Regions from separate parts of the Anser cygnoides genome. Here regions 1 and 2 are each linked to region 3. The links are chromatin contacts, called in public Hi-C maps. All regions are on one chromosome and are shown on one strand. The core of a region is the stretch at or near the end of the contact, and the rest is flanking DNA. Distances in the headings are between cores, read along the strand shown. Region 1 holds the start of C21H11orf52 (chromosome 21 C11orf52 homolog). Region 2 holds the start of ALG9 (ALG9 alpha-1,2-mannosyltransferase). Region 3 overlaps SIK2 (salt inducible kinase 2).

What was found. Hi-C and Micro-C count contacts between places; a contact is called where the count stands out from the background.
Region 1: a Hi-C map of liver shows a contact between it and region 3, with 4 times the contacts expected there. The contact joins the promoter of C21H11orf52 here to the enhancer-like site in region 3. A contact is called at or near these places in 2 of 7 Hi-C or Micro-C datasets (both in liver).
Region 2: a contact with region 3 is called in a Hi-C map of liver, with 1.9 times the contacts expected there. The contact joins the promoter of ALG9 here to the enhancer-like site in region 3. A contact is called at or near these places in 2 of 7 Hi-C or Micro-C datasets (both in liver).

The regions. Positions count from the first base shown.
Region 1 is chr21:4,118,564-4,121,525 of Taihu_goose_T2T_genome, reverse strand. It overlaps C21H11orf52 (chromosome 21 C11orf52 homolog), which reads left to right and starts at 1,260. Exons shown (of 3, transcript XM_066981099.1): 1 at 1,260-1,532. The coding sequence starts at 1,358.
Region 2 is chr21:4,135,682-4,138,646 of Taihu_goose_T2T_genome, reverse strand. It overlaps ALG9 (ALG9 alpha-1,2-mannosyltransferase), which reads right to left and starts at 1,448. Exons shown (of 16, transcript XM_048063246.2): 1 at 1,239-1,448; 2 at 660-682; 3 at 545-657; 4 at 213-347. The coding sequence starts at 1,345. It overlaps FDXACB1 (ferredoxin-fold anticodon binding domain containing 1), which reads right to left. Exons shown (of 5, transcript XM_066981085.1): 5 at 2,109-2,965. The coding sequence ends at 2,297.
Region 3 is chr21:4,223,582-4,226,506 of Taihu_goose_T2T_genome, reverse strand. All of the region lies in intron 3 of SIK2 (salt inducible kinase 2), which reads left to right. The region is part of intron 1 of LOC106039789 (a long non-coding RNA gene); the gene reads right to left. Among named protein-coding and RNA genes, the nearest start is that of SIK2, 17 kb to the left of the region's middle. Within about 2 kb of position 1,541, at least 1 of the 3 cell types and tissues checked has open chromatin away from gene starts, as enhancers often do. A contact at or near this core is called in liver, where this site is marked.

The DNA of each region.
Region 1 (2,962 bases), core at 11-2,510, 100 kb after region 3:
ACCACTCCCATCACAGTGTGCTCCCAGTCCCCCGCTGCCTGCAGTACCCTGACACTGCTGCAGTGCAAACACCCAGCATTAGCAGCCGCTACGCTGCTCTCTTCCCCCTCTGGCTTTTATTAGCCCTGCCTTTGCTCTCCACCAAGTTCATTCTCCTTCGCTGGGCGCTCGCAGGCTCGTCCTGTGCCAATTGCACAGCTCGCCACCCAGACGACGTCTCCAGGCACACGAAGACGGCTGCCCCGGGCGGCGCGGGGCTGGCACTGCCTGGTGGCGGCCGGGGGCTGCTCCCCACCCCTGCGCACGCCGGAGCCCGGTGGGTTTGCTGGGCGCTGGAGGCCAGGGCTGCCTCCCAGCCCCGCAGACAGGGGCTGCGGAGGGAATGCAGAACGGCAGCCAAGTGCTCTCCAGCCCTGCCAATGTTTTCGATGCCTTTCTGTTTCGCCGGTGGAGCTCAAACCAGCAGCTCCAGCGCTTGTGTCAGGGGCTGCTGGGAACAGGCTCGCAGCCTTTTTATTTTCTTTCTCCACAAAGCAACAAAGCCCAAGTTATCCCAGAAATCAAAACAGGCGCGGGCTCACTAAATCAACAGGGTCTGTGGCAAACCCAGAGACACGCAGTCGGCACTTTCCCAGGGGGACGCAGGCTCCTGAGACCACCCGGCCTTTGCAGGAGCCCGAGGACAGGGTCCTGTTGGGACAGGACCGAATCCCGACTCGGCCAGACCCTCAATCCTCCCTGGGGTGCTGGGGGTGCTGGGTGACCCCAGAGCATTTCAGTGCCAGAGCCAGGCTGTGCAGCTCACCCAGGACTCATCCGAGAGCAGCAGCGCCCCGTGGTCCGTGCACAGCAGAACCCTTCTCCTCCTGCCGCTCCCGGACAGCCCCAGGCTTTGCCCTGCGCTCGGGCACCCGACAAACGGTGCCGTGAGCCTGGCCGAGGGCAGGGGCACAGCCCGAGCGGGGGGCTAGGGCTGGCTCCCCGGCCAGAAGGGTGAATTAAAGCTCAGCCACCTGTGAGGCCAGCGCAGAGCCGCCAAACCTTGCCTGTGGAGCTCACGGGCTCTGCCCCAGGGTGCCACCAACACGGCGCCTTCAGCATTTAGCATCAGCTCAACGACCAGCTCCTGGGGGCACGGCCCGGGGGCGCAGGCCGGAGGGATCTCCCCGGGGGTACAGAGGATGGGTGAAAGGCACGGGGGTGAGCCCGGGGGCTGCGCTGCACACCCTTAACGCCGCGAGCTGGGCTTCTTACGCACTCACAAGCCCGAAGCTTCCCCTCGGACAGCTTTGTAAGGCCGGGGAACGGGCAGGATCCGGCCCGGGACCGCAGCCGGGAGCCCGGAGCCCCCCGGTAGATGGCACGCACGGCCCCGGCGCGGCGCTGGCGAGAAACCCGAGCCGGGCAGACACTCCCCGGGAGCTGCCGGGGGCCGGGAAGCAGGAAACACGGGCTGTGCCCGGCCACAAGCCGCTCCTGCCGCGCGGAGGAGGCAGCGACATGGGCAACCGCTGCAGCCGCGGCCGCCCGCGGTGAGTGGGGGAGGCGGCGGGCAGGGGGTGGGCATCTCCCCCCATACCGCCACCCCGACAAGTTTTTGGTGCTTTTTTTTTTGGGGGGGGGGGGGTTCCTCAGCCCGGCTTCCCCCTGCTCGGGGCTGAGAAGAGCCGAGGGACCAGCAATGGGATCCCCCCCAAAAGCAAACCAAGCGCCGGGAGGGGCGCCCTGAGGGCCGGGCACCCGTCGGGGACCCCCTGTCCGCCGCCGTCCCCGCTTGGGGAGCCCTGGCAGCTCCCCCTGGGGCTGTGGGTCCGTGTCCCCGGGGGGACACAGCCCTTTAATTCTCCCCCCCCCCCCCGGCCCACTCCTGCTTGATGAAACAGGGCGGAGGGGGGAGCGCCCTGCACCGGGGGGGTGCGAGGGGGGAGCGGCGGCTGGCGGCCGAAGCCCGGAGCACATTCCCTGCCTCCAGCGCCGGCTTCGCTGAAGTGTCCGAAAATCGCCGGCGCTTTTTAATAATTAAAAGCGGCACAGCATCACCTAGCGGCTGCAGCAGAGGAAGGGGGGGGGGGTCAGGGAGTTTGGGATTCGGGGCTCCAAGCGCAGGCGGGAGGCCGGTGGGTGACGTCTCGCCCACCAGAAGCCCCTCTTCCTCCATCCTCTGCCCCTGTGCCCGGGGGAAATGAGGCACCCGGGGCATCTGCTGGGGCACGGCTGGGGGCGGTGAGAGCCGCGGGCGCGCGTCGTGGGGCGCTGCCGGGTCCAAGCGGTGCCAGGCCCTGTGCAAACACCGCTGCTCCCGAAGGAGGCACAGACCCGGACCTGGAGGTCACTTGCCCAGGCAGGGCCGAGCAGGAGAGAGGCTTTGTGCTCCGGCTGGGGAGCAGCGATGGCTCCTGCCGGCTCCTCTGGGGCAACGTCAAGTTCTGCTGTCCCAAGGGACCAGGGCTGCTGTGTCCTGCGTGATTTTATTCCCAGGGGCTGCGTGGAAAGCAAGAAGAAGAAACACCATGGTGTTTCTGCTGGCGGCAGCAGGGGACAGGGCTCTGGCCAAAGAGCCTTTTGCCCCCAGCACCCCTGTGGGACTCGGGTGCTACCACCTGCCTTAGGGGCTGTGTGGGGCCCTAAAAAAGCAGAGCTCTCTCCCCAGGAGCAGCTGTCCCTGCCCTGCACGGGGAAACGCCTGGGGGAAGGTGAATGGGGATGTGCTGTTGGTAACATGGGCTGTGGGACACCTACAGAGGACTGCGACCAAGCACAGCGAAGCCCCTCTGCAGCAGCTTGCGTGATTCATGGCTGCACCTTGGTGACAGAGGGGAAAAAAATGCCACTTAATTTTAGTTCAGGTGTTTCCAGGCGTCAGAACCGCTTGTATTTTCGGATATTTGCTCAGCACCACAGCTGCGTCAGCAAAGAGCTGGGCTTCCTAAAGAAAGCTGAGACTTACAAAAGGGCTCAGGGG
Region 2 (2,965 bases), core at 199-2,698, 88 kb after region 3:
CTTGCAAAATCTTAAATTTTTCTTTTATTTTTTTTTTCTTCCTTGGTTCTTCTTGAGTTAGCTCACATACCCTTGCAAATCCTTACAGGGATGTCAGCACTTGTAGACTTAGCGTTTCGTAACTCTGACAACAAACAAAGCAGCTGTTTAACTCAAACTAAAGGCACTTCAAAAAAATAATCAAAAAAGCAGTTTTGACGCATCTGATTTACCTTGTTAGTTTGTAGAACTCTAGCATGGAACAGCGCTGGTAAGGCATGAAGCCACAGGTAAGCATAGGAGCGGATGGCATAGGCTGGAGAGTATTCCCACGTCTGAAATCCCTTCCCATAAACGAGGTAGTGTGTCTAAAATGAAGATTAACGAATATTAGTATATATATGAAGTGCATCACACCGTAGACAGTTTTGCATTTCCCACTTCTGAATTCTTAAGTACGTTTCTCCTTGAAAAATACAGATTAGCAAAAGGTTCTAAGAAAATCTGCATTTCTGCAGACTAACTACAAGCTCCCAAGTGCCTCCAAGGCCGGAGAGCCACTTACTGGTTCCCAGTAGTTAAACGTCTCATCGCAATCCGAGATGTTGCTCAGGAGAGCTGCACAGAACCTGGCTGAGATGAGACACTTGAACGCCGTTGATCCTTCAGGGGCCCACACTGTCCTGCTTTGCTCCCAGATGGTCTAGTACAAAGAATACAAACATGCAGCAAGACAAGTCAGTAAAAAGAACATAAATATGCACTAAGATGACTCATTAGCAGTATCAAGTAGATGTGACAGCAGGCAAAGAACTGACAAGAACCTGCATGCAGAAAGTCACTGACTGCTATCCAAGGGGCCAAGAAATAATTTTATTTTGGAATCCCCCTTACTGCCTGAAAACATCCCTTGGGCAACACTTCCAAACCATCCTTTTCCACCTTATCACTGCAAGCAGCCCCTCTCCCCTCACACCTTGCACACAGAGGAGGCTCTCACACCCTCTGCCCTCCTCAGGGGACCCCCAACACCTCACGACCACCACCCTGGGGACCCCCAGCACCCCACCACCACCACCCTGGAGCAAAAACCCACAGCCCAAGGCCTCTGCCCCTGGTCGGGAGGTGAGGGGGCGCTGAGGGGAGCCCCCTGAAGCGGGACACACCAGCCCGGCCCGCAGCCACCCCGGGGGCCGCCGCTCCCCCTCAGCCGGGTCCCGCTCCCCCCCCGCCGCCCCTCAGCCCGCCCCGCCGCCTACTCCAGGCGAGCCTCCTCCGCCTCCGAGCGCGGCCGGCCCGCCTCGCCGCCTCCTCCTCCTCCTCCTCCTCCTGCCCGCGGCCGCTGCCGGGCCCCTTTGACCGCCATGCCGAGTGCGGGCAGCCGGCAGCCCGCTCCCTGCCTCCAGCGGACGAGACGGAAGCGGCGCCGAAGCCGCCGGCCGCCATGCCGGGTGCGGGCACGGCCCGGCACCGCCTCACGCCGCCTGCGCGGGCAGCCGGGGGAGCTCCGCCCGCCGCCGTGTCCCCTCAGACTCTGTTATGTCCTCTCACACCCTGTCACATCCTGTCAGCCTCGCCATGTACCTTCAGCCCCTGTCATGTCCCCTCAGCCCCCGCCGTGTCCCCTCAGCCCCCACCAGCTGCCTGTGGTAGTTGCACCCCTTCAGGCGAGGCTGCTCCCCTCAGCCCCGTGCCTGCAGTGCAGCGGAGCACATCCAGTATACAATCACAGAATCATTAAACTTGGAAAAGACCTCTAAAATATCTGGTCCAACCATACCCTTACCAACAATGTCACCCGCCAGTACTAGGACCACCTGGGGGCTGCAGCAGCCACCAGTCACCCAGCACAACCTGGGAATGCCTGCAGTGTCACCAGAAGTTGGTGGTGGTTACTTAGTTCTCTTAACAGTTGTGAGAAGAAAGAGCTTTTAGCGTCCACCACTGCTGTTGGTACTCAGTACAACCCATCAGGTTTCCTGTAACCCAGCCCGTTACTGCAGTTTTCTGTCAGCAGCCACATCTATTGCAGCTATAACACAGCGTTCATAGCACAGCTGTCTGTTAGATCAGTTTACCCTAGCAAAGAAAGGCTCCACTTTAAAAAACGAGGTTTCATTACACACACACAACACAAAAACGCTTGGTCTTTATTAACAAAATTCCCACATTTAAAGTGTGTGCCGGTGCCAGAGCCCACGCCGCTGGTGCGAGAGGCCCTGCAGCACACGGTATGGGGCCCAGCCAGGTGCAGCCCACGTTCTCCAGAGCAGCAGCGAGCCCAGGGCCGCCCGAGCCCCTGAAGGCAGCCATGGCCCTACCGGAGAGCTACGTGCAAGCGCTGCTTCAGTTCCTCCCGGAAGAGCAGCTGCATCGCCGCTACCTCCCGGCGGCTCAGGGCCTTGTCACAGGACTGAAAGGTCACTCGGTAGCAGAGGCTCTTCCGCCCCGTCTCTGACTGATGGAAGCTGTCGATTAACTGGATGGATGCGACCGTTTCGCCTGACACCTGCCTGGCAATGGTGTGAAAAGCAACCTCATCAAATTGTTCCCCATCGGGAACCCAAAAGCTGACATCATGCACGTAGGAAGGTGGATAGAGAGAAAAACTCTTGAAAAGCCTTAGCTCTCCTCGAGGAAACTGACGGAGGAAGCGTGTGTCTGATGTCCAGAGCATTCGCCAGTCTTGTATTCCACAGAGCAGCATGGCTATGAGGTCAAGATTCAATGAAGCAGAGACAACAAACAAATCCCTGCTTGCTAGTTCATACGGAGCTGTCCTTATCACTCCCACACAGGAGCCCTTCTCAAAGGAGTCTAAAGTATCTACCTCCATGCAGAGGAAGTATTGAATTTTACTAAGCTGAGATTCGAAAGCAGCAAAGTCATTGAGCTCAGTTGTTTCAGAGCTCGTTGCTTCCTGCAGACTGATGTTCAACTGAAATCCGGAGACAGTCTGGTGAAGAGAATGTATGCTGTTCTTAAT
Region 3 (2,925 bases), core at 292-2,791:
AATTTAGTTTGTGTCTTTGATATCTGACTTCACCTTGCCATCATGTGATTTGTCAGTCACTCCGTGACTGAATGATATTTTGCTTGCAAATATTATGATCTCCCCTTGCTGCCAGGCTTTTGTTTGTTCTCGTGCTTTGCCAAGTTAAACCAGCTGAAAAGGCATTAAGACCCAGGCAGGTTAGAAGCTCTGAGGAGAGTTTTTAGATCTGCAGGTTTTGTAGATCAGATCGAACAAAGTGCTTAAAAATGTTTGTGAGGGTTGCTGAATGATTGTACTGCAGCTGAGGTCTCTGTTCTTATACTCCAACTGAGATCTCCCAAGAAAGCATCTTTGAAATAAGCCTGTTTTACTGAGCATATTAACAGGATGGTTTATTAATGATTGCTATGCTTATTTAAACCATATGAGTGATGATATAATTCAGAATTATCAATTCTTCAATTATCAATATGCCATTGCCTGGAGCACGCGGTAGCAGCAATTCCTTGTGGCCCAGGTAGCAGCAAAGAACTTGTCATGTACAAGAGCCCAAGGTCAGTGAAGTTGTTGGTCTTATACAATCCAACAACAATGTTTTTTTTTCATGTTTTTATTAATTTCTGCAAGAATTCTCATGGTTTGTGCCCCCTTCCCCTGAGCAGCATATTTCTTCCTTTGTCCTTTCTTCTAGCAATAACAAAGCTGACGTGCACCTTCAGTGAAGTTTTACTGGAAATGTACTTTCTGGTTTTAGTGTGCTTGATATGAGCTGTTTATCGTAGAGAAAGCAGAACAGCTTAAATGAAAACATCACGAGCACCTATAGCACCCATAAACAATATTGTGTTAGTTTAAAAAACAAAACAAAAAAAAATACAACCTAACAAAAACAGGTATTCTGTGCTACCTTGCTGCTTTGGCATCGTGTTGGGCACGACGATCCTTTTTGGGTCATTGAGGTTACGTAACTAGCTTGGAAGATATGATTAATCATTTACTTAGGGATTTTGTCACAGATCCTTGGAAGTAAACAGAGGTAGACCGAAAACCTCCGTTCCGTTGTGTTCATTTTCCTGCTTGCAGAAGCAGCTGTTTTAACCTGCTAACTGAATTCAGACTGAAATGGTTGTGCCAGCTGGTCTCTAAATGATGAGTCCTGTTCGTGGGACCTTTGCGTAAATGATAATTAGAAGGGACTGGTGGCAGCTCAAACATTTTAGTTATTTTAAGACTTATTTCATAAATTTCCTAGTTTTGCATCATTGAATTTAAACATGTTTAAGCAGTGTTTTTTTGTTTTTGTCTGTTTGTTTGTTTTTTTCCTCACGTATTCCTTAGCTTTGAAAGAGCATTTCAAGACAGGACTCCATGCTGAAGGAAGGCAGTGTGAGACTGGGGACATGCAGGTTGTTAATGTGGGGTGGAGAAGCCCATAGGCTGATGTCCTGAAGTTGTCAGTACTGAACTCAGCTCTCTGCTTCAGAGAACTTCCACCGTCTCCCATTTCTTAGCCCTCTCCAGATATGTCCATATTGGAAAAAATAAATAAATAAAATCAGTTTATTGACGTTGGAGACTTGAGCTGTAGTATTCCACGTTTTCAGAGTACTGCATTCATCCTGCTTGTACCTGCAGGCTGGTGAAATCTTCCAGTGATTTGGCTGGTAATGCCAGTAAGGGAGGACAGTGCCTCCTCAAGTGGAATTTGTTACCTGGTGTTCTGTAATGAAGTGAGATACAATCTTCAAGTCATCACCGCATTTCTGTTTTATTTTATATGTCCTAGATATTGCAATCATTTTTTTTAAATGTTAAATTATTAGTTATAGTTTCACTGCTGATATATTTTGTCATGTTGCTCAGATGCCATTAGTGTAGCCTTAAACCAATGATAAGCTGGTTCTAAATTGTTGCTGTAAATAAAAAAATACAGAAAAGTTTTGCTTGCCTAATCTGAAAGGCTTTGGCTATGCCAAAACAAATCAAACAGCTCAGCGCTCTGATGTAGAGCTGAAATGGTACGGGAGAACTGCTGACAGCACAGTGAAATCGCTGAAACAAAAGATACACGGTTGGTTTTTTTAAATCCCAAATTTAAAATGGTTAGGTAGCTGAGTGTCGCCCGGTGGCGCTCTGTTGCACGTCCTGTGGCAGTGTGCACAACAGCCCAGCTGCCCGTGGGCGCTTTCCGTGGCGTGCCGTACAGCATCGGGGTATTCACGGGGTCACGTAAGCATTTGTGGCAGAACTGTAATCCAGAGCCAATGAGGAAATCTCCTTCTCCTGATGGAACCAGTGGCTGTGCCCTGCCAACCAGATGAACAGCCTTCCCGTGTGCTTCGTGGGCTGGGTGATGATTTCCTGGCAAATAGGCAACGGCTCTCAAACCCTTTTCTTCTTCCTCAAGCAACGCCATGACGCAGTTCCTCCACATCTTCGTACTGCTGTTCCTCTGCATTTTTTTCTAGTTTATACCGAAAGTTAATATATGTGCGGTATGCTAAAGTCAGTCGTCTTGCACACACACGAGTCCAAAGTAGTTCTGCTAAGTTGGGCTAATTTTCCATAGCTTTACAGGTAACTGAAAGCACAACCCTGGTTGTCTCGTGTTCCTGCTGGTCCTTTGCCAGCTTATTCTTATTCCATGTAGCATCATAAGCTAGCAGCTACATTGTTATTGATGGTTTTTAAATTGCATTTGTCCTTTTTTTTCTGTCTTTTTTTTTTTTTTCCCCCTCTGTTGTTTTTCTGAACTATTTCCAGGGAAGAATGTTTGACAGTGAATGTGCTCACTGTCTAGTAAGTTCTCACACAACCTGCAGGATGTAAAAAGTTTCCTTGCTCCGAACTTTCCCTTCTAGTCATAATGTAGGAGCTATAGCCAAATACCAGTAAACCACCTTCCATCGTCTTTAGTGCTTTTGGAAGGTTAGTATTCATACA